Regions from separate parts of the Mus musculus genome. Here region 1 is linked to region 2. The links are chromatin contacts, called in public promoter capture Hi-C maps. All regions are on one chromosome and are shown on one strand. Each heading gives the region's core, a stretch centred on a gene start, on an enhancer-like site or on the middle of the called end of the contact. The rest is flanking DNA. Distances are from core to core; before and after follow the strand shown. Region 1 holds the start of Grin1os (glutamate receptor, ionotropic, NMDA1 (zeta 1), opposite strand). Region 2 holds the start of Npdc1 (neural proliferation, differentiation and control 1).

The links. Capture Hi-C pulls out chosen DNA fragments and counts their contacts.
Region 1: a contact with region 2 is called in a promoter capture Hi-C map of pancreatic islet. The contact joins the promoter of Grin1os here to the promoter of Npdc1 in region 2. A contact is called at or near these places in 7 of 39 promoter capture datasets (the C10 cell line, Sertoli cells, embryonic stem cells and 4 more), 4 of 15 datasets of contacts at CTCF or cohesin (CD8 T cells, embryonic stem cells, large pre-B cells and 1 more), 31 of 484 Hi-C or Micro-C datasets (the 63-12 cell line, the AML12 cell line, B cells and 21 more), 6 of 115 datasets of contacts at active chromatin or transcription factors (embryonic stem cells, fetal liver and pancreatic cancer cells) and 5 of 9 other capture datasets (adipose tissue, embryonic stem cells, liver and 2 more).

The regions. Positions count from the first base shown.
Region 1 is chr2:25,289,643-25,293,772 of GRCm38.p6, reverse strand. It overlaps Grin1os (glutamate receptor, ionotropic, NMDA1 (zeta 1), opposite strand), which reads right to left and starts at 2,515. Exons shown (of 4, transcript NR_168905.1): 1 at 2,431-2,515; 2 at 1-116. Lrrc26 (leucine rich repeat containing 26) reads right to left here and starts at 3,862. Exons shown (of 2, transcript NM_146117.2): 1 at 3,112-3,862; 2 at 2,580-3,035. The coding sequence starts at 3,784. The coding sequence ends at 2,713. Grin1 (glutamate receptor, ionotropic, NMDA1 (zeta 1)) reads left to right here. Exons shown (of 20, transcript NM_008169.3): 20 at 1,289-2,596. The coding sequence ends at 1,405.
Region 2 is chr2:25,401,234-25,405,163 of GRCm38.p6, reverse strand. It overlaps Npdc1 (neural proliferation, differentiation and control 1), which reads right to left and starts at 2,114. Exons shown (of 9, transcript NM_008721.4): 1 at 1,799-2,114. The coding sequence starts at 1,910. It overlaps Entpd2 (ectonucleoside triphosphate diphosphohydrolase 2), which reads right to left. Exons shown (of 9, transcript NM_009849.2): 9 at 3,841-3,930.

The DNA of each region.
Region 1 (4,130 bases), core at 1,266-3,765, 110 kb after region 2:
CAGGTGGGGAGTGGGGTGTTGCCATGGTGAACAGGTCCCTGATGGAGGTGTGGCAGCAGCACCCAGGTGATCTGAGCATGGATAGGGTGTTCTTGAAAGGCCTGGGGCCTGAGCACCTAAGGCAAAACAGGTTCTCAGAAGGAGGTCCGGGAAGGGGAGGCTAAGAACTGTGTTCCCGCTCAAACCCCCAAGCACTGCCACGGGCCACTGTCAGAGTCAGACCTTCTGCCTTCTGAGCCAGAAAACGGTTCCCTGTCTTGGGCAGCGTCACATCACCGCACCAGCAGTACATGCTCACAAGAAAGTCCTCCAGCAGGCTCGCTTTTTGCTAGAGTCACCCTGATCCTATGACGTTACCCTTTAACAGGCCCACAGGAAGCCCTCTAACCAGTGGGGAGTGTCACCCACAAGGGGCTTGTGTCCCACAAGGAATCTGGATCTATAGTTATGCTCCTATGCCCAGGAAGAAAGGCATACTGACAGGATTTGGCACAAAGCAAAATGTACTAGGGTGCTCCAGAGAGACCCACAAGGCCTGGCTGCTCAGCTCTCCAAAGGCCTTGGTTCAGAAAAAGGGGATGAAGAGTAAGAATCTGTGGTTTGCACCAACTTGAGGCTCCAGGAGCTGGTGGTACAAACACTATCTTCAGGGTCACCCAGACCAGGGAAAGTGGGCAAGGTCTATGTTACAAGGTCTGAATCAGAACCCCCACTAGGGGGCGCAGGGGTGGAAGAGCAGGGCCAAGGGAGCTGTGGGCTGGAATTTGTGTGGGGAAGGGGAAATCTGACAGGGAAGAAGAAGATCTGTACTTTTGGGGCCAGATGGCCATAGTGGGGAAGGCACAAAAGTCCTGCAGGTGGCAGGCCATTTTCAGTGGATGTCACTAAGTCTTGGGGCTCCATCTGGAGCTGGCCAGGTACAACTCAGAGATCTACGTGGTTCCTTTCTGGGGCCTTGCTCTCAGTTCAATCTTTACCTGAGCCTCCCTGGGCACCAGGGACCCGTTCTTCTGGGCCATCTGGAGCTGGCCCCACCCTGCAGGGTTGACCTCTGGGGGCTGGGTGGGGGAGGGAAGCCCAGCTTCCACCCTGTCTCTGGGGCTGGGTGCTGTTCAGAGGGAGGCCTGGGTGGGGGCTCCTTTGGGTGGGGTGGGGTCGGTCCAGCTGCTGAGATCCTTTGCCCCTGTCCTGTGGCCGGTCCGGGCCAGGGCAGCACTGGGCGCTCAGGGCTGGGATCCCTGGTGGCCGGCGGGGCCAGCAGGTATTGATTGTTGGTTCTTATTTATAGAGCACCGGGGGTGGACGCGGCGCTTTGCAAAACCAAAAAGACACAGTGCTGCCGCGACGCGCTATTGAGAGGGAGGAGGGCCAGCTGCAGCTGTGTTCCCGTCATAGGGAGAGCTGAGACGCCCCGCCCGCCCTCCTCTGCCCCTCCCCCGCAGACAGACGCACGGGACAGCGGCCTGGCCCACGCAGAGCCCCGGAGCACGACGGGGTCGGGGGAGGAGCACCCCCAGCCTCCCCCAGGCCGTGCCCGCCTGCCCGCCGGTCGGCCGGCTGGCCGGTCCACCCTGTCCCGGCCCCGCGCGTGCCCCCGACGTCGGAGCTAACGGGCCGCCTTGTCTGTGTATTTCTATTTTACAGCAGTACCATCCCACTGATATCACGGGCCCGCTCAACCTCTCAGATCCCTCGGTCAGCACCGTGGTGTGAGGCCCCCGGAGGCGCCCACCTGCCCAGTTAGCCCGGCCAAGGACACTGATGAGTCCTGCTGCTCGGGAAGGCCTGAGGGAAGCCCACCCGCCCCAGAGACTGCCCACCCTGGGCCTCCCGTCCTCCTGCTCTGCTGCCTGGCGGGCAGCCCCTGCAGGACCAAGGTGCGGACCAGAGCGGCTGAGGATGGGCCAGAGCTGAGCCGGCTGGGCAGGGCCACAGGGCGCTCCGGCAGAGGCAGGGCCCTGAGGTCTCTGAGCAGTGGGGTGAGGGGCCTAAGTGGCCCCGGTCGGAGGAGCCTGGAGCAGAAATGGCAGCCCCATCCTTCCTCCAGCCACTACCCCAAGCTACAGTGGGGGCCCATGGCCCCAGCTTGCTAGGTCACCCTCCACCCCTCCTCCAGCGCCTGCTCTCTGCAACCTGACTTCCACCTCTATCTCTCTTTCTCTCCTGCTGCACAATCCTCCCACGACCCTTCCCACCCCATTCACTGGGCTGGCTCCGACCTTTCCCAGGGCTAGCCTTCACTGCCCTAGTGGCAGCGCTTCCCAGGGGTGCTCTCTGGCTCCCAGATGTCTAGGGCTCCAGACTCCAAGAGGGCTGAGCCTTCTCTTCTGTCTGCAGCCACAATAGGCTTCCTCAGACGCTGGCTTGAGAGGAGCCCCGCACCTTGGGCACCAGGGAGTGCCATCCGCCTCCCAGTCCGGTGTCACTCACCCAACCTTGTACATGACTAGCTCTCCCAGTGTCCAAGCGCGTGCCTTCCCCGAGCCACTGGGGCGCAGCAGCGCGCTGCCCCTCTGCCCCAGGGACACCGGGCGCGCATAACCACCCCTAATCCCGGTATTCAGTGGTGATGCCTAAAGGAATGTCAGAAAATTTCCGGGTTTTGTCTATTGTTGACGCCTACAGGGAATGTGAAGGGAGGATCAGGGATTTGGGGAGAGTTCTCAAAGTACGGAGGCACTTCAGGAGCACTAGAAACAACCTGCAGTCCCCTTAGGCTTGGATAGCTGCTGTTACAGGGCTCCCAGCATCCTCCAGGGAGGGTGGGCCCTCGGGGTCTAGCTGTCTCCTTAGTAAGTGGCGCACCGTGGTGCGGCGGCGGCGGCGGCGCCGTGCACCACAAGCAGTGAGCACGGAGCCCAATGCCAGGCAGATGGCCAAACTAGCAAGGAAAGAGACCGGCCCGAGAGCGTAGACCACCGCCAGGTCTCGCGCTGCTAGTGACTGAGTGCACTGTTTGAAGGCGGCATCCGGAAAAGCTGTCAGTAGGCTGAGCGTCTGGAGTCTTGGAGACACGCAGAGCAGGGTCTCAGTTTCTGCGGGACACAGGAGCGGCGTCAGATGGCAGCAATTGCACCAAACATTATCCGTCCTGCGCCCCAGATGGCTCACCTGAGGCTGGACGCGGGTGCTTACGCAGCCAAGTGCAAAGGGGACGCAGCGCACAGTTGCACGTCCAGGGGTTGCCATGCAAGCGCAACACATCGAGGGCAGGCAAGTTATTCAGCAAACCCGCCTCGATTGCCGATAGTGAATTGTCCTGCAGGCTGAGCACTCGCAGTAATGGAAGCGGGCCCAGGATCGAAGGCTCCAGGAGTGCCAGCCGGTTACCCGCTAGGGAGAGGAAACTAAGCGCGCGCAGCGGCGCGAAGGTGCCAGGAGGCAGAGTTTCCAGCTGGTTGGAGCTCAGGTCCAGCCATTGCAACACTCCCAGACCCCAGAAAGCTCGTGCGTGCACCGACCGAAGCCGGTTCTCCCTCAGATCTAGGTATAGCAGCGCGCCTGCATTGGCGAAGGCACCCGGAGGCAGCGCGCTCACGCGATTGTGATCCAGCAGCAGTGAGCGTACTTGCCAGCTCAGGTCCGCTGGTACCGCAGGCAGCGCGAGTGCGGAGCAATTGGCCTTGCCGCCTAGTGAACATGAACATGCCTCGGGGCATTCGGGGGCCACCGGGGATTTAGAAGGGGCAGTTCCAATATCCTCCTGGGTCCAGACTCGCCTCAACGACAGCAGCAGCAGCAGAGAGAGTTGCGGCGGAAGCCGCGAGAAAAAAGAACCCCGCATGTGCGGCTTCGGGCTTTGGAGTCAAGGTGCCCCAAAGCCGTCTCAGCCTCACCTGCACAAGTATTAACTCTCCTGCCCTAACACAACAGTTTCTGTCCCTCTGCTGGTTCCTCAACTTGGGCGGGGGCTAGGCAGAGAGCCAATGCCCAGCACTGCCAACCACCTGTCCAGAGCTCCAGTCTTGGCTTGGCCTTGAGCCCAGAATAGAGCTGATGTGACCATTGGCCTCCCCACTGAGACCTAAAGAACACGATCAAAGCCACCAGTTCTGCATACAATGCAGCCAGCAGTGCCTTGCTCCATACCCCAGACACAATCCCATTCCTACTCAGCAAAAGGACCCCAC
Region 2 (3,930 bases), core at 865-3,364:
TAGTCCTGGCTGTCCCGGAACTCACTTTGTAGACCAGGCTGGCCTCGAACTCAGAAATCCGCCTGCCTCTGCCTCCCGAGTGCTGGGATTAAAGGCGTGCGCCACTACTGCACTACTTTCCTTTGTAATCTGACACTCTATGTCTCCTGCTAAGAAGTTCCAGAAGCTCTGGTGGCACACTGAATCCCAGGCTAGGCACCTTCTGTCCACCATAGACTGTCAGCAGCCTCCAGGAACAGCAACCTGAGCTTGGGACTTGAGAGAGTTAAACAGCACTGTGCTAGGAGGCTTACACGGGCTCCACCCACCAGCTGGGCTCCAGGGAGGCAGACAGTCCCTGCCCCTGGTGCTAACAAGCTAGTCAGACCTATACTAGAGGTGTAGCACAATGCTGGCTTTGAGCTGTAGGGCCTCCTTAGCCCACCAACCTACTGTTTTATCTTGGATAGAAAGTCCCTCTCCAGCCTGGGTCTCAGAACCAATGGCAGCTGCAGAGTATCTGCTTTTCTAACCATGCTAGGCTACCGGCCCTTCCTGGGCACTAGGTGTGATAAGGGGACGCTTAGTATGGGCCATGTCAAGTCTCTGCATTCAGCTATAGAGGCCAGTGGGCAGAGGCCAGCACATGCCCAGGGCTTCAGTACTGTGCCTTAGTCCCATCCATGAAGGGTGTCCACCAGGGAGGCAGGCTATTTGGCATCTCTGGTAAGGCCCAGTCTGGAACTCCACCCTCCTCAAGAGTCTCTTCCAGTCATGCCAACCTTCAGTCCAGTTCCTGGGTTGCTTGCCCAGCTCTTAAGGTCCCATATCCAGACCGATCTTGTTAGAGTCCACGTACCAGTCACCTCTCCATGCCCTCAGCTTCCTCATCTGTAAGCTGGGCTCAAAGCAGCTCCCACACATAGTTCCAGAAGAACTCAGTGAACATATGGGCAACCTCTCCCACTTCACTCCCCTCGGGGAGATACAATTTGGATCCTGTGGCTTCAGGACCCATCTGTCAAGAATGTTCTCCCAGAGCCAGGCAGTAGTGGTGAATGCCTTTAATCCCAGCACTTGGGAGGCAGAGGCAGGCATTGAGGCCAGCCTGGTCTACAGAGTGAGATCAGGACAGCCAGGCTATACAGAGAAACCATCTCGAAAAAAAAGAGAAAATGTTCTCCCAGTCAGGGAGTCACACTCTTCTAAACAGTCACTACACAGACCTCAGACCAGAGGACAGTGGTGCATGTCCTTCAGGGCAGGGGATGGGGCAGCTTGACCCCACTAAGTTGGAACAAGACCCTAGACCTGGAACCCTTAAGACCTTCCATGGGAACCCCTCTACACACACACACACACACACACACACACACACACACACACACACACACACGAACGAACGACAGGGCTGACATGCAAGGCCCACAGACCCCAAGAACAACCCTGCCAACGGGAAGCCCCAGAGACACACAAACAAAGACACAGGATCCCACTTATGGGCCACCAGAAACCAGATGGCTGCAGACCCAAAGACACACACCAGACTGATTCAGGGACCCAGAGACAAAGACCCAAAGCGCGTGAAATCTACATTCGCCTCCAAGGACCTGAGAGAAGATTCATCTAGCATGGCCTTCAACGGGCCTGACCTGTTTACCCAATCCATGCCCAGCGGACCGGGCCTGCCTGGCCTGTGGGCCTGGGTAAGGCCGGGGCGGTGGCAGGGAAAACCAGGGCGGCGCCGGGGGCAGGATTCTCCGCCCCGCAATCCCAGCCCCGGAGCACCCAACAGCCTGCGCCCAGAGCGCTCGCTCACCCGGGCGGCGGGCGGTGGCACCATTCAGGGCCGCTCCCAGGATGAGGCCGGAGAGCAGCAGCCGTAGCAGCCGCAGGTGCCGCGGGGAAGGCGGAGGGACGGGCGTCGCCATGCTTCAGCGCCGCTACCCGGGCAGCATGGCACCCCACGGCCCCGGGCTCGGTACCCACTCCGGGAACTGCGACTGGAGAAGCCGGGAAGCGAGAGGGGCGGAGGAGGAAGAGGAAAAGAGGAGGCGGTGGCGCTGACGTTGCGGCAATGGATCCGGGATGGGATGGAGGCGCGGCGGCCAGAGAAAAGTGTCGGGAGTGCGCCTGCGCGCTCCACCTGCGGGGGCGGGACATCTCCTCTAGTCTGAGCCCCCTCCCTCTGCATCCTGTTGGGGGGTCCCCTTTTGTCAGGCGTCTGAGTGCTTCGGGCCCTCTAGCCTCTACAGCAGAATGCCTCCTCATTCATTACCCAAGAATCTGACTTGGAATTGACTAACGGTGGGCGTCCCAGGATGCACGCCTTCTTCTTAGTGGTCCGACTGCCAAACCCTCACCACTCACCCTGTTAGAATGGAGGACCTTAGACTAGGGGAACACCAGGGACAAATCCTGGCTATGTAGACTAGGCTGACTGTTGCAGGTTTGCAAAATGTATCCCACAAAGGATAAAGAGGTGTATAGAGATATACAGGTGTACTCAGAGACGTGCCCGGGCTTTCTAAAACCAGGAAGAAAAGCATACAAGAGGCTCACAAGATCAAGCCAGACTCGCTCCCGAATGGTACCACCAGGGGGCGAGAGTAACTTGACGTAGTTGACAGTTGTCTGGGAGCTGTCCAAGGTGGTCATGATCCCAGGTAATGGCTTTCAGCTCCCTTGAGTCACACAACATGGAACATGCATGGTGCCTGGTGATCACCATTCATGTGCAGTCCCCTTTGAGCACACTCCACCCCCGCCAGAGACCTCCCCCTGGTTGAGTCATGAAGGCAATGTTGAAGATCAGTGTGGTGGTTCCTGCCTTTAATCCCATCTCTCAAGATGCTGAGACCAGCCTAGTCTACATATCGAGTTCCAGGACAGTCATGAATATATAATGAGACCCTATCTTAAGAATGAAAAACAGGCCTGGACGATGGTGGTGCACTCGGAGGCAGAAGCAAGCAGATCTCTGTAAGTTCAAGGCCAGCCAGGTCTACAAAGTAAGTTCCAGGACAACAGCCAAGGTTACACAGAGACCCTTGTCACATGCAAAAAACACAAACACCACACACAGAGAAAAGAACAAGGTTGAGTTCCTCAGCCCTCCACTTCTTCCCGTCCTTCAGGCTCACAAACTTAAAGAGGAGGCTGTCAGTGCAGGTTTATACATTTATCAAATGATTCTCTCTCTCTCTCTCTCTCTCTCTCTCTCTCTCTCTCTCTCTCTCTCTGTGCGCGCGCGTGCGTGCGCGCATGCGCTCACTAGCGGCTACCATCCCAACCCAGCCCTCAAGAGGCATTGACTGAACAGAAATAGTCTGAGCTAATTTTCCATAAAAGAAGCAAGGGAGAAGTCCACGCTTTTTTTTTTTCCCGAGACAGGGTTCCTCTGTATAGCACTGGCTGTCCTGGAACTCACTTTGTAGACCAGGCTGGCCTCGAACTCAGAAATCTGCCTGCCTCTGCCTCCCGAGTGCTGGGATTAAAGGTGTGTGCCACCACGCCCAGCGGGGCCACGCTTTTCCACCTACAGAAACTTAGGCTGTGGGATGCAAGTGCCTCTGATCTTTAGGTCTACTGATACTTCAAGTATAAGTTGGGGGGGGGGAGGACTTGGAGTGCAGCCTCAATTCCTACGGATGTCATCAAGGGTTCTCTGAGTCAGAGAAAACTCAGACTCAGGGACAACCCCAGACCAGTGTAGGTAGGAGTGCCTCCATTACCTCGGATCTGGTACAGAAAGGGAGGAAGCAAGAAAAGTACTGACTTGGAACCAGGTTTTATCCGAATAGCCAACACAGCTGGCAGGAGAAACGAGCAACAAATGATGCCCCACCCTATGGACACTTCACTGCTCTAGGAAAAAATCTTTTATTACAAATTTTTTTACAAGTAGGCATGGAGCTGACTCCTAGCCTGTAGTCTCTGGTGCTTGCCTTT